Regions from separate parts of the Capsicum annuum genome. Here region 1 is linked to region 2. A link is a contact called in public Hi-C data. All regions are on one chromosome and are shown on one strand. The core of a region is the stretch at or near the end of the contact, and the rest is flanking DNA. Distances in the headings are between cores, read along the strand shown. Region 1 holds the start of LOC107844240 (50S ribosomal protein L18). Region 2 has its middle 29 kb from the start of LOC124898712.

The links. A called contact is a pair of places that touch in the nucleus more often than the background predicts.
Region 1: a contact with region 2 is called in a Hi-C map of bud, with 2.3 times the contacts expected there. The contact joins the promoter of LOC107844240 here to the enhancer-like site in region 2. A contact is called at or near these places in 2 of 5 Hi-C or Micro-C datasets (bud and placenta).

What each region holds. Positions count from the first base shown.
Region 1 is chr1:201,251,229-201,255,759 of UCD10Xv1.1, forward strand. LOC107844240 (50S ribosomal protein L18) reads left to right here and starts at 2,137. Exons shown (of 2, transcript XM_016688703.2): 1 at 2,137-2,570. The coding sequence starts at 2,406.
Region 2 is chr1:201,167,562-201,172,064 of UCD10Xv1.1, forward strand. No RefSeq gene overlaps it. Among protein-coding and RNA genes, the nearest start is that of LOC124898712, 29 kb to the right of the region's middle. Within about 2 kb of position 2,295, at least 5 of the 5 cell types and tissues checked have an H3K27ac peak or open chromatin away from gene starts, as enhancers often do. A contact at or near this core is called in bud, where this site is marked.

The sequences.
Region 1 (4,531 bases), core at 887-3,386, 84 kb after region 2:
AGATGAAGTAGAGAGGTTATTTTCGGTAGACCCTCGGCTCAGGATCAATATACACATAAAAAATATTTTAATTTATACAAAATTAGTATAAAAGTAATATAATTTTTTGTCGAAGAAGATTTAGATAAATTCTTGAATGAAAGGTGACTCCATCACTATTTGAATAAATACACGAATAAATTAAAAAATTTAACATCTATAATTAATACATAAAAAAATAATTTATCCTTATACATATAAATAAAAATGAACGAGTTATTAAAATCTGTCGTATCTGACAAATTTATGTAATTTTATGCCGATCAAAATATAAATATATGAATTTACTAACCAAGTCTTGGGATGGTCTCACACAGGACGAATCAAAAGTAGTCATCTATTACTTTAAGATAATAATTGTACTAATATTCTCTAATCTTACAGGAATACTTGTACTTTAAGAGTTGTTTTTTAAATTTTAAATATAAATAAAGAAAGAGAAAGGACTAAAAAGTGGAAACCATGTGAAAGAACATGGAGAGGAGGAACGACTTAGTATCTGAATTGTTTTTTGGAAAGTCGATGTCATGATTTTCTAAAGTGCATCAAGGTAATAAATTGTGAATTATCATAGGCGGTTTAATTTTCGTCCTAATTTCATCAATAAATATTATTATGTGAGTATATATAAGTTGAAGTCAAATAAATGATAATTATTGATTTATCATGTTATGAAAGATCAAAATTAAATTTTAAAATAGCTAATTGTATTGAATTAATTTAGCATAGTAATGATGTAACATTAACCTACTTGCTGCTATTGTTGTTGTTTTTTTTTAAGGAAAAATTACATCATGTCACAATTTATTTTATCATAATTACTTAAAATCCAACCTTTTTGAATAATTATATAAATTCTTAATTTTATTTAAAAGTTTGGATATATCATTGAAGTATGTGATGTATTCGTGTATAGTTAGGTGATGTATTTATGTGGAATATAATGTATTTGTGTAAAATTGAGAGATGTATTTGAAAGAATATGATATATCTGTATAAAATTAAGAGATTTATTTGAAAGAATTATGTACTCGTATGAATTATTCAGAGGTTTTTAGTAATTTTGCAAAAAAGAAAGAAGATATGATGTAATTCAGCTATATACCTCGGCTTGTAGACTTGTAGGGGTGTGCAAAAACCGAATCAACCGATAAATTGAATCGATAAAAATTGTTATTGGGTTATTGGGTTGACAATTTTTTTATTGATCTTATAAAAAAAATTATTGGATTAATGGATCGATTTTAGCTTATTGGGTTATCGGTTAACTGATAACTCAATAAGGATATACTAAATTATTGTTTTACCCCAATTTATGTTATATATATATATATATATATATATATATAAATAACTATACTACTTATATATATATTGTGTAGGAGTTTGGCGACAACTAAGATTCTATTTTTTTATGTTAGTTGTTACTATTTTTATTTTATGAGTATTTTTTTATTGGTTAAATTGAAAATCGAACCATTAAGGACAAAAAATCGATAAAAAATATCTTATTTGTTGATTATTGATTTTGCATATTCAAAAATGAAAAACTGATAAATCGAACCAATAACGTATAAAATCAAATCGAACCGACCGATGCACACTTAGACTAGTACAAAGCACCTTGGTAGACTTAGCACGAAGGTCCAGCAGGAAAGAGCCCAATAGAACTTAGGAGCTGCCCTCTTAAATGGGCCTATGCAAGTTTATTTGGGCTTAGTGGCCAGTATGAGGGATGCATAGAGGCCCATTAGGATAAGATTGTAAGATGGTACACCTAGTTAAGTAGTTATTCATCTTGGTCGAACAAAAAAGTTACGCATCCAATACAATAGGAAAAAATATGTGCAATTGAAAACATCAACTGATAATTATCTAAAATAGCTAATATTTAAAATAATTATGATTTACAGCTAACATTTAGATTAAATAGTATATTTCGACTTTTGGGATTCATATATGTTTGAGGACGAACTTTGAGGCTCAAATACAAATCTCTCTAAAGACTTGTATTTGTATACAAAATAAATTTCAAGCCCATATGTAATCTCTAAAGTGAATTTGTATGTATATATACAATTTCTAATTTGATCTAACAAGGTAACAATTTTATATGAGACATTTATTTTTGATAAGATAATCAATTAATATGGGGTTAAAAGAGAGTATTACAAAGTGATTACTTTTCATTTATAGTACTAAACTAATTGAAATTGTGGCTTAATTTTGATTGGACACTAATTTTTGTTACTCCTGGCTACTCCATCTAAAAAGCTAAGGGAGGGGGGAGTAGTAGGCCATATATGGTGCGTGTTGTTTTGTGTTGACAGGGATAGGAATAGCTTAGTGAAGAAGAGTGAGGAAGAATGGCTTCTTCATCATTTGCACCTACTCTATGTTTCTCCCTCTCATCTGAATTCCTTCAATCACAAAAACCCAATTCCCTTTCATGGTCTTCTTCTTTACCCCAACTCAATATTTCTTCGTCTTCTTCTTCAACACCCTTCCCTTCAAATCTCTCTCTCCACCAGGTATCTTCTTTCTGTCTTTCTTCATCTATTTCTACTATTTTATTTATTTTCTGAGGGTATTTTTTGCCCTGTAATTTCTGGTTTATTCTGTCACTTTCTTGCTCTAATTAGAATCAGTCTGCATTTTTTTTTAATATAAAGAGTGAATGGGCAAACAAATTTTTGAACAAAGTTGGAATATTAGTGATGGTAGATAGTAACTAAGTCGAACAAAATGTGAAGGAGGGCACAATAGTTTGATTATTTCGTTGTGTTTCTGCTTAACTGTAACTATATGTTTCCACCTTATCTGATTGCTCCTCCCCAATCCCTCTTTTATTTTTGGTCTTTTGTGTTGCTGAGGAAGAGGTAAGGTCTGCGTACACACTATCGAGACACCACTTGTGTGATTACGCTGGGTATGTTGTTGTCGTTGTGTTGCTACGGAGTAGGGATACAATCGCAATGATATCAGTTAATTCAAGGAGATTTTTTTTTTTAAGTCTTTTCTTCTGATTGATGTGGAAAACATAGGAGCTGGACAGAAGAGAACCATCCAATTTCTAAAATTCAGCTGAAATGACAATGTTCCTTTTTAAAGATTGGATTTTTATGGAATTTAGACGTTTGAGAAATTCGGAAGCAAAAGCCCATATGACACAAGTGTTCATTCTCAGGCAATACAGAGATTTCTTTTTTTTTTTTGGATCAGGTAAATAGATTCATTAATCACAAGGCCAGAATCGACCGTATGCCAAAAAGTAAAGAACCTACAATTACGAGACACCCAATCCTCTACACAAACCGGCACTACATATAGGTGCACCAAAAATAAATAAGGGGCCGGAGGCTAGGCATCACCCAAGACATACCAAACCAGTTAAACATATCCCAGCACAGTTTCGAAGTCAGGTTGCTATGTGGTAGCAGATGATCAACATCCTCACCCGTCTCCTTGCATAAGAAGCACCAGCTTAATGCATATGAACTTGCTTTTCCTAAGGTTTTCCACCGTCAAAATCACTCCTCTAGCAGCTAACCATGAGAAAAAACACATTTCTTAGCACCTTAGGAATCCAAATCGACTTTACGGGGAAGGCCTCCACCTCCCTCACCAAAAGCTTATCATAGAAGGTCTTGACATAAAAAACCCCATTACTCCCCAACTTCCATTTCAGAGACCCTTGTAGTTTCTTAGTTTCTGATTGAACAGACACCTCCTCCGGGGAAGGGAAAAAAGAAGGTGGTCGAAATGAGGACGTAAAGATGGGCAAAGGGATTGTCCAAACAGTTGCTAATATGTTCCTTCTTTTCAACATTGATATTTGCAGTCACGAGAGTCTGAATGTCTTCACGTGAGCGTAGTAAAGTAGAGAGTGCTTGATGAAGTTCCTGACCCGTGTAAATATTGTTAGACCAGAACTGGAATGTATCTGCCTAAATCTACTAAGACCTTTTTAAATAACTTAATGCTTGCTGCAGCTTTAGTGTATCCTGACATAAGGTTAGCTTGATCCACTAGTACTGCAGCTGTTTATGTAATATTTTGAGCTTCAGAATTGGCAAACAATTTTTCTTTAAATTGTTTTAGGATAGAGTTAGTACATACCAAGCACAAGATAGATCTTCCAAAGAACAAGGTCTTTTTGGTATAAGCCAATTCATTTGGGACCCTGAAGATCCATTCTTTTTCCTATTCAAAGATTGGCCCTTTGGCTTTCTTTTTTGGAACCGAGTTGTAGTTTCATTCGCTATCTCACCTTGACCTGGTATTAGAAATTCTGTCAACAAAGATGTGAATTAAGAAGGATTGATTGACGAAATATGAACCGAAGATATACCACAAAACAATACATTTTTGTTACCACACGATATATTTGAGGCGTCATGTTTCTGTCATCTTTACCAGCAATTATACTCTGGAAAGCAATATTCACATGCGGAGGTTTCTTTTGAGTATTGCTTGGCTTGTTTATATGTTC
Region 2 (4,503 bases), core at 1,045-3,544:
TTATAGTGAATGTCTATCAAGATCTATCAAGATCTATTTGATGTCTATCAGGATTTGATGTATTTGTCTTTTAATGTGAAACTAGGGGCAAATTCTCCCTATAAATAGAAGAGCTTCCTTTATTGTAAATCATCCCTCAAGAAAAGAAATAAGAATCACTCTCTCTATTCTTCTTCTTGTTCTTTATTATTTTATAACAAAACCATAATACTTGCTCACATACATACATTAAATGAGAAACAAAAAAAAAGTTATTTAACATGTGCAAAAGACTAAAAAATATTGAACAAAATTTGAATCAAAACTAATATGAAACAAAAATTAATGAAATACATTGAAAAAATCGGAAGAAACATCATTCAAAGATGTTCAAGAACACCGCTTTCGAACAGAACAATCATGAATTCTTCAGCACGAGCATTAATCTTAGCTATGAACTCTTGACAACGTGAAACTATAAAAGAGAATATAGTGTTTTCACCTAGTCACTTGGGTAGCTCATCAGTAACTTGCTTTCTACAAATTGGGCACGTCCAATTGCGCTCTAGCCACGCGTCCACGCACTTTGCGTGGAAAGCATGGCCACATTTGGGCAGTTCCCTACACTTGTCGCCGTCGTTCATATAGTCGAGGCAGACAGCACAGTAAAAGCAACTGGCTTTTTGGACGTATATTCTGAAATAGTTCGCCAATTCAGTGCTTTATTTGTCGAGTCCGATTAGAAAAACAGGGATGAAAGGCCTAATTTTCGGTGAGCTAGTGGGATTCAAGTGTGAATTTGAATTTTCCTCGATCCGGACTTATTACCGTGATCAATTCACTACCAGTGCCATGTGGCCGAGGTTGAACGGCGGCGGCAAGTATTTGTCAGAACGGAACCAACGGAATTTGATGGTACAAATCAGGAAAGTTGCTATGAAGATAGCTGTAAAAGTGGCTAATGGCTCAAAATGAAGATACATGGGGTGCTCTCTCTTTTCACTATGTTTTGATGAGAACACATTTGCATACTTTAATACAATTAACAGTCTAGGTGTTAGTTTTGGATTAATTACTATGGTCTACTCTATCCTGTCGTTTTTGTTTTTTATAGATCATAGAGTATTTATGTACTATTAAGATATTTATATTTTTTATAATGATTGACAGTGAGCACAAGTATTATTTTATTTAATATTAATATTATTAAAATTCCTAAAATTTAAAAATTTGAATACATATACTTAATTTCAAGTATTTCATACACATGGTACCACCGATAATTTTAAACTGCATAAAAAGCTTTTTATAATTCACGACAGTGTAACTACATGCATGTTTTTAAATTTAAAATCTTAATTAGTATTGTTCCGTGTTTATTTATGTGGCGATGTTTAATTAGGCATTTAATTTTTTAAAAAAATTGAAATTTGTTATTTAAAACAAATTATAAATATTTATTTGATTATAAATTATTTTATTAAAATAAAATAAAAACCTGAAATTTAAATTAATTCTAATTTGGAAATATGATGAATAACAATATAACATTGATCCTTTTAGAGATATATTAAGAGAAAAAATATTATATATAAATTAAAACGTATAGATACTACATGCTACGGTAAATCAATATATGATATAACTCAAAGGTATTTCACAATTCTAATACCATCAATAAATAATAGTATATAAAATGTACCTCTAAATAAAGTATTTATTTGTTTTCTTTTGTATCATGAGGCCCTATTTAAAACACCGGCTCTTATATTACTCCCTCCGTTTAAAAAAAGAACTTAGCATAAAGTTTAAGAAAAATAAAGAAGACTTTTGAATCTTGTGGTCTTAAATTAAAGTTATGTTAAATACATTAAAATATTTTTTAATCTTGTGGTCCTAAACATGTCACGTGAAAAGTTGAAATTAAAGTATTGTCAGAAAATAAAAAAAAATTATTTTTTTTAAACGGATTAAAAAAAATAGATTTCTTTTTTTATGAAATGGAGGGAGTATTAATTAGACGTGGAATTCATTTTTATCACATAATTATGCAATCATTATACGAAGGACGACGTATCACGTATGTACCATGCATAATGATGGATGCATTTGGTATGCAGAAAATTCTTATTTAGAAAGAAAAAAAAATCATCGCGGAACGACTTTTCTTAGTGTATTTAAATATCTTAAAATAAAATAAAGTATTTTTCCACAAACTCCTTTTTTTTTTTGTTTAATTGTTGAACAAGTCTAAGTCAATCGAACTTGTTCTATTGACCAACATTTATACTTTTTTTATATTATAGCAAACGGAATATCTTAACACCTGTCCTACACCTCTTCAATCACAATAGACGTTTCTAATCAATATCCTAATCTGCCTCCAGTGAGTTTAAATGTCGGGGACAAAAATATTTACGCTCTCAAGTAAAATTTAATCCGTATGTTATTTAATTTTTTATATAAAAATTTAAAAAGAAAAAATTAGATAATCTTCAAATTAAATATATTTAATAGTATAAAATATACACTAACATTATACAAAACTTAAATTCTGAAAAATTTGGCTCCTTTTTTTTTATTTTCTCCATTTTTTTAAAATTCTTGCTTATATTAAGGACCGGTGACACAAGTTAATTTAATAATTAAAATATAATTAGTCAAAGATTTTAACCATAATTTAGACGGTAAATAAATAAATATTTAATTTTAAAAATTATTATAATTCCACAATAATAAAAGTACTAGGTTGATGGCCATGAAATACAGCACCTCAATAGGTAAACAACTGCTAGGACACACTCAACCCAGAATTTAATTGGTATAAATCTTTGGAACCTAAGTGCTCTATCCACCTCAAGTATGTGTCTGTGTTTTCTCCCTACCAACTCCATTTTATTATGGAGCGTGTGGACAACAACTTTCATGAATAACATCCAAACTTTCAAATAAAGATTTATATACCCTGTTGAAGAATTCAGTGTCATTGTCTGATCTTACCCTTTTAATAAACTTATTGAACTGGTTCAAAGCTAAGGCAAAGAAACACTTAAGAATCTGAAACACATCACTTTTAAACTTCATCAAAAACACCCAAGTCATTCTAGACTTATCATCAACAATTGTTAAGAAAAATCTACAGTGATACAAGTACAATCGTAATTGTGGACCAATACGTAAAGGCTTGAGCTCGGGTGGCTGGCCAACCAATGGAACAAGCTTTGAAGTGTAGAGAACAAGTCTCAACACTCTAAAGCCGTCCAATATGCACACTCCAAGGCCGCCCCTTTGTCTTGGTTCATTAAGGGCATTATAGTAATTTTGTAATAAGTTAACCTAGACTATAGGCAGAACATATTAGGTCTTTTGTTCATAACTTTGATGATATTTTGAGAGCTGTAGAGAGAGAGTCCTGCAAGGTGGATTCCTTGTAACAAGTGTGGATATCACTTGTGTTGATGCTAGTTTTGAAACGTTGATTGCTTGGTCCCGTTCCCTTGAGGTCACCGTAGAGCTTGATGTTACTTGTATGAATTTTGGGTCTTTGTGTTTAATATACACTTAGGTTCACAGTGTTTGTACATTTGTATGTCAAGTTAACTATCTATCTATCTCTATATCATTTTTGTTGTTGTTCATTATCGGGTTTGGTGTCCCAAACCGAAACTTTGTGTTCTTTTTGTTCTTGTGCTTGTGTTACTAATCTAGTTTGTTGGCTCGCTGATTTTAGAGGTATTGAACACCTTAATATCTTCTTGTTATTGTGTTTTCGTTGTTGTTGTAGTGAATCCGAGAGTGATCACCAAAGGGATCCTCGGTTCTTTCAACTTGTGGACTATTTTTGGTGTTTGTTTTGTGTCTTCTTTGTCGATCTTGTATCATACAGTCAGTATGAGTAGCAATTCTTTAAGGACCCTACACACAGAGGCGAACCCAGGATCTGAAGTCTGTGGGCGCACCAGTGTTGTCAAAGGCACGCATAAGCCTCGAAGTAAGACTCAAAATGTGTTGAGCGCTCGTCTCGCTTAATGTGCAGCTTAGGTTCTAATTTCTAATACATACTTTTCCTAGACGAAGGCTAAACAATTGATATTTCACTTTATAAAAAAAAAAATTGTTCATATATTTCTCATTCATACTCATATTATTAGTCTTGGACTAGACATATATTTATATTTTTTTCTCTTTTTATGCCTTTTTTGTTAAATCTCACACTTTATTTGTACTTTGTGATTAAACACAATAGACCTTGAAGTTTTTTTACGCTTATTACTTTTGATAATATTGTGGTGCACCAATATATCTTACGACGTTAGAAAAACTTTGAGTGTAGATTAAGGGATATTATCATATTCAATTGGTCGCCAAAGACATGAACAATAATGCAAAAATAATTATATCGAACGAATATGAGTTCTAAGATAATAACTTTACTTTCTTATAATATAAAGTTTACTTTTATAACCATCAATTGTGGTAGGTTAGTGGTGAAGGGGTGTTCACCTTAGGGATTAGTTGTGAGTT